Regions from separate parts of the Rattus norvegicus genome. Here region 1 is linked to region 2. The links are chromatin contacts, called in public Hi-C maps. All regions are on one chromosome and are shown on one strand. The core of a region is the stretch at or near the end of the contact, and the rest is flanking DNA. Distances in the headings are between cores, read along the strand shown.

The links. A called contact is a pair of places that touch in the nucleus more often than the background predicts.
Region 1: a Hi-C map of Schwann cells shows a contact between it and region 2, with 2.7 times the contacts expected there. The contact joins the promoter of Dnm1 here to the enhancer-like site in region 2. A contact is called at or near these places in 5 of 12 Hi-C or Micro-C datasets (the A7r5 cell line, the Rat2 cell line, Schwann cells and 2 more).

The regions. Positions count from the first base shown.
Region 1 is chr3:36,044,512-36,049,527 of GRCr8, forward strand. It overlaps Dnm1 (dynamin 1), which reads right to left and starts at 1,778. Exons shown (of 23, transcript NM_080689.5): 1 at 1,579-1,778. The coding sequence starts at 1,739. It also overlaps the pseudogene LOC120102046.
Region 2 is chr3:36,005,044-36,009,750 of GRCr8, forward strand. It overlaps Dnm1 (dynamin 1), which reads right to left. Exons shown (of 23, transcript NM_080689.5): 18 at 4,513-4,524; 19 at 4,040-4,210; 20 at 1,820-2,061; 21 at 1,258-1,473. Among named protein-coding and RNA genes, the nearest start is that of Golga2, 26 kb to the left of the region's middle. Within about 2 kb of position 1,573, at least 26 of the 93 cell types and tissues checked have an H3K27ac peak or open chromatin away from gene starts, as enhancers often do. A contact at or near this core is called in Schwann cells, where this site is marked.

The DNA of each region.
Region 1 (5,016 bases), core at 528-3,027, 40 kb after region 2:
CCATACATTCCTCCACCCCCAACAGCCCTGACTGCTGAACCCCTGGGAAGGGGCTCATCTTCTTGCCTGTGTCTGCAGCTCTGGGGTCACATGACCCAGAGACAGCTGGTCCTCTCTGCTCACAAGATGGACAGAGCTATTTCCACGGTGGAATGTCTACATCTCACGACTACATGGTTCTACTCAGCTCCTCTTCCCCAACCCCACCCCGGGTGGGTTTGCAGTGGCTTCCCAGGATGGGTGGTGGCATCAACCCTCCAATCTGTCCATACTGCACTGAGGTTTGGTAAAGGCAAGTGACTTGCCCAAGGTTTTCCAGCAACACCTGGCTTAGACCCAGCTGTCACCCCACAGAATGCTTGTCCCTCTGGAAGGAGGGGCCGCTGCTTCCCTCTCCTCATGCCTGACATCTCCTTAACCAATGAAGGTCACTGCAAGAAAGCAAGACTCTGTAGAAAGATGAGCGTTTATGCCTCGCAGATGAGAGGTCAAGGTTAAGGCTTCAGACTCCTCTCTGGGCCCGGCAGCCCCTTTCCAGGCCTGCACCTGAGCTCATAGAAACGACTGCTCTTTCTAAGAACCAGAAATGCCACCTCTGTCTTCCTTTGCTCCAAGGGAGCCTGGGGGCTGGGGCGGGGGTCACGACCCTGCCTGTGCCCCTAAGTCCAAGACCCTTTGTCTCTAAGGCTCCCTTCCACTCTGCCACCTGGACTTCTCAGAGCCTTGTGGGATCAGAGGCCAGAGGAGGATTAGGTTCTGCAATGGCTCACTACCCCCCTCCCTGCCATCCTGCCTCCTGGACTTAGTCATCTCTGCCCTCTGCCGCCTTTTCTCTCCATCACAACCCTTCTGCCGGCTAGGGGAGGAGAACGCTGACAAGCGGCCCCTTCCCAAGGGGGAGACGAAGCCAGGGGCAGGCTGCTCCGTAGAGGCTCACAGACCGCTTCTGCCCCCCACCCCCTTCCTTTCCTCACACCGCAGCCCGCGCCTCCCCCTCCGCCGCGCTGCGCACGGATGGCGGCGGGAGCCGCAGAGGTGTGTGTGTGTGTGTGTGTGTATGTGCGTGTGTGTGCGTGTGTGTGCGTGTGTGTGCGTGTGTGTGTGTGCGTGTGTGCGCGTGTGTGTGTGCGTGTGTGCGCTGTGTGCGTGTGCGGGGGGGGGGGTGTTGTGCCTGGTCCCCGATGCCTATAGGGCTGTGTCCTTTTCTAGGGACTGGGGGAGGGGGCTGTCCCCTGTCACGACCAGGAATTCCCACGGGGGCAGAGCGGGTTCCAAGAAGCCCACTGCCCTCCGGGTGCTGTCGGCTCCCAGCGAGGACCTGAGTAATGCGGGCCCCCTCCGTGCGGGTATTGGCGATCAAGGACAGCCCTCTGCAGGGGTCGCCCTGCAGACGATGGGGTGAAGGAGGGGGCGTGAGCGGGGGACTCCACTGATGTCTGCGGGCTGGCGGGGGCGCTGCGGACCCCAGGGCTCAAGTGGGGGGCGGGGGCGCTCGGTCCTCCAGACCAGCGCCCAGGCCGTCGGAGCCCGGGGCGGGGACCCGGGGCACCCGGGTGCGGGTGTCCGCGCCGCTCCTACCTGCCCACGAAATTCTCCAGCACCGAGCTCTTGCCGGCGCTCTGGCCGCCTACCACGGCGATCTGCGGCAAGTCGAGGTCCGCGTTCTGGCCGATGGCAGAGAAGGCGTCCTGTAACCGGTTAACCAGCGGGATGAGGTCTTCCATGCCGCGGTTGCCCATGGTTGCGGCGGGCCCGGCGGGCTGCGATCCCGGCAGCCGCTCCTGCTCCGGCTCTTGGCCCCCGGCTTCGCGGCTGCAGCGGAATATCCCGACTGCGTGCACCGCGGGTCCTCCGCCTCTCGGGGATCCGAGCGGAGCGCTTCTCCAGGCCGCCGCTAGATGGCGAGTAGGGTTTCGCGGACTGATCACTATGCGCAGACGCAGCGCTGGGCGTCATGGGTGTTGTAGTTTTCTCCTTCTGCGGCTTTCGGGGGACACTTGTGTTTCTGGGGATACGGATGCTGCACCAAAGATAATTTTTTTGGTGATGGCTAGGAGTGCTAACTATAGAAATTGGCTAGTATATGGTGGTCATTCATAATTACTTCATTTCAGCAGTTATTTCCAAATGGAGAAACTGAGGCCTTAGAGGGAAGATCTGGCACCCCCATGCTGCAGTCAGCTGACCAAAGTCAGCCTTAGTCCACTTAAGCCTTGGATGCTTTCTAGTCTAGGTTCTGACACGAATCAAAAATCTGCAGCATATTCCTTCTTATCTTGGGACCTCAGTGTCTTCTGGTTGTAGGAGGAAGAAATAAAAACCATTAATTCAACGAATTACCAGGAACCCTTCCTGGTAAGCTAGGCCCCTTCCGAAGCTTACAGACACAACGCTATGCAGAACAGCTAGGGACTCCGCACTCAGAGATCTTACAGGTGGTGGGATAGACAGGACCCAGAAGATCTTTTGTACTAAAAGAAACGGAGGAAACCAACATGGGTTGGAAAGTCACATTAGCCGGAAGGAGCCAAAGGTTTTCCGAAGAAGTGGCCTTTGAAAGGGAATGTAAAAGATAAGAAGGGGCCAGCCACACGGATAGGGGGAAACCACCCTGGTGGAGTGGACAAGAAGTACAAAGGCCCTGATACCTAGGAAATCCTGCCCAGGAGAGGTGAAAGTTTTGTCTTAAACTCTAGGTCTCCAAGAGGATGATAGCCACATTCAGAAATCGATAAACAATGCCATTCAAACCAAGGGCTCCTGCAGTCATACTTGCCTGTCCTTCTCACAGAGACAGACCGTTGGGAACCAGGCCCCCTACCCACTTTTGCATCAAGAAGGACCTAGTTAGGACTCCCAGCAAGGAAGCCAAGAAAGGGAGGGCTGTCCAGTCATTTCTATGTTCTGAGACTAGGGAAGTGCCCTAGGTATTAAAGACTATTGGGTTCCTGAGCAGGCAGGCACCTGCTAGGCCCCCGGGACAAAGCAGCGACAATAATCCTTACCTGAAAGACAAATGGGAAAGGGAGGGGCCATATGCAACTAAGCCAATGACTATGACTCTGTCGGGGTGATGAGCAGGGAGCAGGGCAGGGGCAGGGCTTGTGGTTTTTTTTTTTTGTTGTTGTTGTTGGTTTTTTTTTTTTTTTTTTGCTTTTTTTTTTTTTTTTTTTTTTTTTTTCCTGAGCTGGGGACCGAACCCAGGGCCTTGCGCTTCCTAGGCAAGCGCCACTGAGCTAAAACCCCAACCCAGGGCTTGTGTTCTTTTTTTTTTTTTTTTTTTTTTTGGTTCTTTTTTTTTCGGAGCTGGGGAGCGAACCCAGGGCCTTGCGCTTCCTAGGTAAGTGCTCTACCACTGAGCTAAATCCCCAGCCCCGGCTTGTGTTCTTAAGTATACAGGATGGTAATGCTGGAGCAGAGACTAGAAGTGGGCGGACCATGAGCCGAGTGGAAAGGGTTTTCAGTTAGGAGAGAACCACCTAGACCTTACCTCTGTGTTGTTTCTGGTTCTTAGCTGTCTAATCTGTAGAGGATTCACAATGACAAGGTAGAATGTCTGTGTAGGGCCCAGCCCAAACCCGGTGCCCTCATTAACGACCACACCAACCACATCAGAAGTCCAGGCAGCTGAAACACCAGCCTTAAGACCCCTCATTCAGAGCAGCTGTTCTTAGCCAACCTGTTATTATCCTGAGGACCAGAGAGGGCAGGGGTGTGAGCCAAGATGACCAGCACCATCAATTTAGGCTGGGCATTCAATTTGAAGATGTCTGTCTGGACCATTGCAATTGGGATGTCGTTATTTTTTTTTCTTATTTTTTTTCTTTTCTTTAAGGGAAAGTGTGAATATAGGCTTCCACTGCCACAAATTGTGCAGTTGAGTTTCCTCACATTTGGGAACCTCATGGGGGTCAGCACACAAAGGATGAGCTTCACCCTGGGCAAACCACTCTCTTGATCATGACATCTCTCCTGCCATAATTAAGTATTATTATTTTTTCCTTAAACACAATAGCTGGGGCTTGAGAGATGGCTCAGTGGTTAAGAGCACTGACTGCTCTTCCAGAGGTCATGAGTTCAATTCCCAGAAACCACATGGTGGCTCACGACCATCTGTAATGAGATCTGGTGCCCTCTTCTGGCCTGCAGTCACCTATGCAGGCAGAATGCTGTACATAAAATAAATAAATAAATCTTAAAAAAAAAAACCAAAAAACACACACACACGATAGCTGACTTCCTCATAGTAAAACTTACTGTTAAAAACCCACTTTCCAGAAGTATTTGAAAGCCTAAGGACTATCTCTCCACCTACAGATCAACATCACAGCTGAGAATTTATTCTGTGGCCTACCTTTTATCGGTACAAAGTTGGATTGTGCTAACTACCCTGCAATACTTGATCCCGGAGCCACTGGGACCTGGTGGGGAGTTGGTCGGAGATGCAGAACTCCAGGCCTCACCCAGAACATCGTGTGCCATAACTAGAATGTGACGGGGACCAAGTCCTCTACGATATTGCTGGGCACACTGAAGTTGGGGTGTGGAAGAGGGTGATACTGTGGGCAAAGGAAATTTCATGTAGGTGTGAATCCATGAACAAGCCCACCTGACATACCCCGTGACCCCGTATTCTCGACATGGCTTTGTAGAGGCTGAAAGAGGGTGCTATGCTGAGCTCCAGACACTTGGCTACCACAGAGGCCAGTTATTAATAAGAACATACCCTAAGACATTCCTCCCTGCCAGTGGCTGTGCCAGGTGAGTCCACTGGCTCCATTACAGAACTTTTAGTAGCTCGCTGTGACAGACGAGGAGAATGAGGCTCAGAGCCGCTACTGAGGGATGTGTCCATGGTCACGAAGCCGAGGAGTGACAGTCAAGCTGCCAGTGGAGGTTGGTGTGACTGACAACACCGTCTGGACTGGGAGTCTATGTATTTTTGGTGTGTGTGTGTGTGTGTGTGTGTGTGTGTGTGTGTGTGTGTGTGTGCGTTTTATCTTCCTAGCTAAATAT
Region 2 (4,707 bases), core at 323-2,822:
TGTTTCTGCCCAAGAAGCTCCCTTGGTTCCCTACATCATTGAACCTCTCCAAATGTCCAACCTACCCCACCCTGCTATTTACTGTTAATAAAGCAGCCCACTGTCCCTGTCAATCTGACACTCTCCTGGGGAAATGTCAGGGTACACTTATTTAGGAGAAGGAAACTAAAGCCCTGGGAGGGAAAATGACTTGTCTAAGGGAAGTGAACCAGCATGTCTGGACTCCAGTCCCATGACATGCTGCCCATCTTTACTGTTCCAGACATCAGAGCCCCACAGAGTAGACCCAGCTTCATTTGGTGTATGGGGGCTATTCCTCTAGCTCTGTCCTTCAGCCATCTAGATTCCCAAATAGAAGCTGTTGGTCTGTCTGAGCATGTGTTTTCTTAGAGACCAGCCGCAGTCCGTAGAAACAGGGCAGACTTGGTTATTAGAGTGAGCTTCCTGGAAAGCCAGTCGTGGATAAGAAGACAAAGGCAAGGGATGAAGTATATTCCTTGTTCTTGGAGCTCTCTGGCAGCAGGGTAGCCTTTGATCCCAGTCCTTACCCAACACCCACCATCTGGTTTCAGACCACCAGACTGTCCACCATTCCCAGAGCCCTTCCCCAGCTGCTTTCTATGCATGTCCATGCCTGGGTGCCACACTCTCACATTCACACCCGTGTGCACGCCCACATACACATCATCACACCTTGCTGGTCACACAATCACAGCCTGGCCTGATACTGTGGGCCAGAGGTGGAACGGCACTCTGGGACAGCTCAAAAGAGTCAGGGCTGGGAAGTGGGGCATCGAAGTAGCTCTGGATGTAAATGAAGAAATCCACACGATTCAAAGAGAGGATCTGGGGTCAGAGACCTAGACCTGAGGTAGGCTCACCAGGAGCTGGGCCAGGTGAGTGAAGGGTGGAATGGAGGAGGATGGGAGGCAAGGGTTTAAGAAATGCGAAGTGTGGGAGGCATGGAGAGAAAATGAAAAAAAGGGAAGCGCCATGCAAATACTGAAAAGAAGGGGGCAAATGGTTTGAGCCCCAGAGCCCCCTCCCAGAAACGACCGCCACCGGGACTCAGCGCCCCCTGCGGCGCAGGACCTCCTGCCCGTGGCCGCAGGTCCCTTGGCCTTGCAATGTGACCCCAACGCCTAAGATGGAGAGGGTCGTTTCTGCTGCTAGGCCGAGGATCTAGAATCCAACTCCACCTCCCTCCAGGTCACACCCGCCTGGCAGCCTTTCCCGTCGCTTTAAGCCCCTACTCACCTGGGGACCCCAGGCGGGGCGCGGTTGGGGCGCGAGGGCACCTGGGGAGGGGGGCCAAAGGGGTCAGGGGAAGCCCCCGGCCTGGAGGGCACGGGGGGAGCCCCCCCCAGGGCGGATCCAGCAGGCGGAGGCCCAGGAGCAGGGCCCCGCGACCCGGGCCGGGCTGGGGGCACGGCGGGGGCTCGGCGCTGCGGCGTGGGGCTGGACGTGGGCGACCTACGGGCGACAAGAGCGGAAGAAGCGCGGAGCAGAGGTGAGTGGCTCCGCCCACAGCAGAGACCCCGCCCTCAGCCCAGGCTGTCCCCGCCCATGCAGCAAGCCCCGCCCATAGCGACCTTAGACAGCGTGGGAGCCTAAGCCCGGTCCCCAGCGGCGCCACCCACCCTGCAGCCAGCGCTCACGGCAAGCCCCGCCCCGCGACAAGCCCCGCCCTCTTCTAAGCTCCTCCCCTCGCTCCAGGTGGGAGCCCCCGAGACCCGGGCGCGCCACTGCCCGGTCCCGGCCCTCCTCCCGCGGGCCCCGGGCTGGGGGGCTTTGGGGCCGTGGGGGCCGGCCCTGGTACCTGCGTCCGGCCGGTACGCTCTGCACCTGCAGCCAGGAGTCGTCCACGGGCGGGGGCATGGGCGTGCTGACGGTGGTCGTGTTGATGTCGCCGATAATGCTGAGCGCCTCCTTCAGTGCGTGGTACATACGCAGCATCTCGTCGCGCCGCTGAGCCTGTTCGGCCGATTCTTCCATCAGCGTGTTCTGGTCCCCGCAAGAGTACAGGTTGGCCAGCAGCTCAGAGAAGATAAACTCCTTGGTCTGTGCACAGAGAGGGAAGGAAGGCTAGAACCTGATGACCGCGCCACCTTGTCTCTGGCCAGACCTACTGGGTCTGGGTGCAGAACCGGAAGCGGGGCTTGATATTTCAGATGCCTACTACTGCTTGGTGCCTAAACTCTTGAAACCACATCTTAATGCCCTTTTCTCACACGAGAATACAGGATAGCGAAGCCACCTGCCCTAGGTGTCGGATCCGGGAGGAGATTCAGAACCAACCATGTCACTAGGACAACTGCCTACTAAGTTTATGAGCCTTTCTTCAGACCAAAATAAGGAAGAAGATACTTTAAAGTGCCCTAGGTCCTTAAGGAAGAAAATAACAAATATCTAACTATGTGTCTTTTTAATTGAGGGAAATGTGTCCGTGTGTGTAGTGGAAGTTTAATGCCTATTTCAAATCCCCAGACATTTTTTTTTTAATTTTTTGAAGGTTTATTTATTTATTATATACATTGTAGTTATCTTCAGACACACCAGAAGAGGGCATCAGATCTCATTACAGATGGTTGTGAGCCACCATGTGGTTGCTGGGAATTGAACTCAGGACCTTTGGAAGAGCAGTCGGTGCTCTTAACTACTGAGCCATCTCTCCAGCCCAATCCCCAGACATTCTTTTTTTTTTCTTTTCTTTTCTTTTCTTTTTTTTTTTTTTTTTTTTGGTTCTTTTTTTCGGAGCTGGGGACCGAACCCAGGGCTTTGTGCTTCCTAGGTAAGCGCTCTACCACTGAGCTAAATCCCCAGCCCCTCCCCAGACATTCTTATGCCATCCAGTCTGAGACAATCTTGAGAGCAGCTGGCATTTTTGCAGCTTACTCCAATCTCACTGACTCCTTTTCCAAAACCTACTGAGCATGTGCCACGTTCCACACTCAGTGTTGCGCCACACTTCATAAGCATTCTGACGTCAGCTCTATTTCGCCGGTCATACTTTACACATTGGGAAACAGACTCAGAGATTACATACGCTCAGAATCACAGAGGCAATCTGTGGGAAAGCCAACAGCATTCCAGTTCTGCTTTCCTGAGGCCTGCTTCTACACAGCCCCAGGCTGTGGTGGCCCTGTGAGGTGTGTTTCAAAGCAGCATCTGAGAGTCTCAAAAAGCTATGATTCCTAACCCCTCCTGAAGAACATGCATGTTTGGGTCAGCCTAGGTGTCTTATTTTTCAACCGTAAGTTTCCTGAAATTCAAATTAAGTTGAAGTATTTCCACTGGCTATGTAACATCTGAAGTGGGTTTGCAAAACTTAATGGGAAAATATCCTGTTAATTAATATTTTCTTTTTTTTTTTCTTTTTTCTTTTTTTTGGAGCTGGGGACCAAACCCAGGGCCTTGAGCTTGCTAGGCAAGCGCTCTACCACTGAGCTAAATCCCCAACCCTAATTAATATTTTCTAGATTGGGACCCGGTGTAGTAAATAGGTCGTACCTGCCATCTCAGCACTGAGGAGATAAAGCCAGGGAGAGATCAGCCACAAGTTTGAGGCCAGCCTGGACTCCACAGCAAGACTCTCTCTCTCAGAACAATATTTTGGATATCTCGGGGCTTGAAATAAATACTATCAAAATTAAGGGTTTTGGAACCAGGCATAGTAGTGCACACCTTTAATCCCAGCATTGGGGAGGTGGATCTCTGTGAGTTCAAGGCTAGCTAGAGCTATGTAGTAAGTCCCTGTCTTGGAAAAAAATAAAAAGTTAAGGGTTTGGGGACTATGGGATGATTCTGTGGGTAAAAGTGCTTGCCGACAAGCCTAAAGACCTGAGTGCAATCCTTAAGACCTACACGGTAAAAGGAGAAAAGAAACTCGCTCCAGTTGTCCAGGACCAACCCACAACCAACATAAAGGCATGTGTTCCCCTGCCCTGCACATAACATAAATAATGTAATAAAAAGAAATACACTGGCTGGCTGCTTGGTCTTACGCAGCACGCTGCACACCCCACAGCTATATACATACATTGTTGATCATGAGGTGCATGATGGTCTTGGGCATGAGATCCCGTACAGTCTTGTTGACAATGGCCATGTACGAGTCTACCAGGTTCCGGATGGTCTCCACCTGGCGCTCCAGCTGAGGGTCCATGGAGTGCATGAAGCTGTCAGAGCCGTTCTCCTCAGTCTCACTGGCCTGCCATTGGGAACACAGGCATCGGTGTGGGAGGGTTGTTTGTGCAACCAGAGTCCATGGATCACTGAGACCTCAGACCTTGCAAGGGTGCCAGCCACACTGAGGTGCTGAGGGCGTCTTGGGGCTCCAGGCTCACCACCTCTGTGCTTCGAAGGATCCTGCCTCCCCACATGCAGCCCTGACTCAACTCTAACCCTGGTGGCTAGAATTTGTCTCCATTTCTCAATCCATACATTGGAAACGAACATTGCTCCCTCACTTGGCCAGAGCGGGTGCCAGTCTAGCGGAGCTTGTATACTTACTTTCTCCTTGTCCTGAAGGTCCATGTCAGAGCCATAGAAGCCACATCAGCATGGCCATGGTCACCACCGCCACCAAGGGGCACATTCGAAGTAGACATAGAGAGGGAAAGGGAGAGATTGTGTGAGCTTAGCACAGTGCACTCTAACCCTGGTATGTGTACGCACTGCCACAGCGGCAGGGGAGATGTGAGAAGT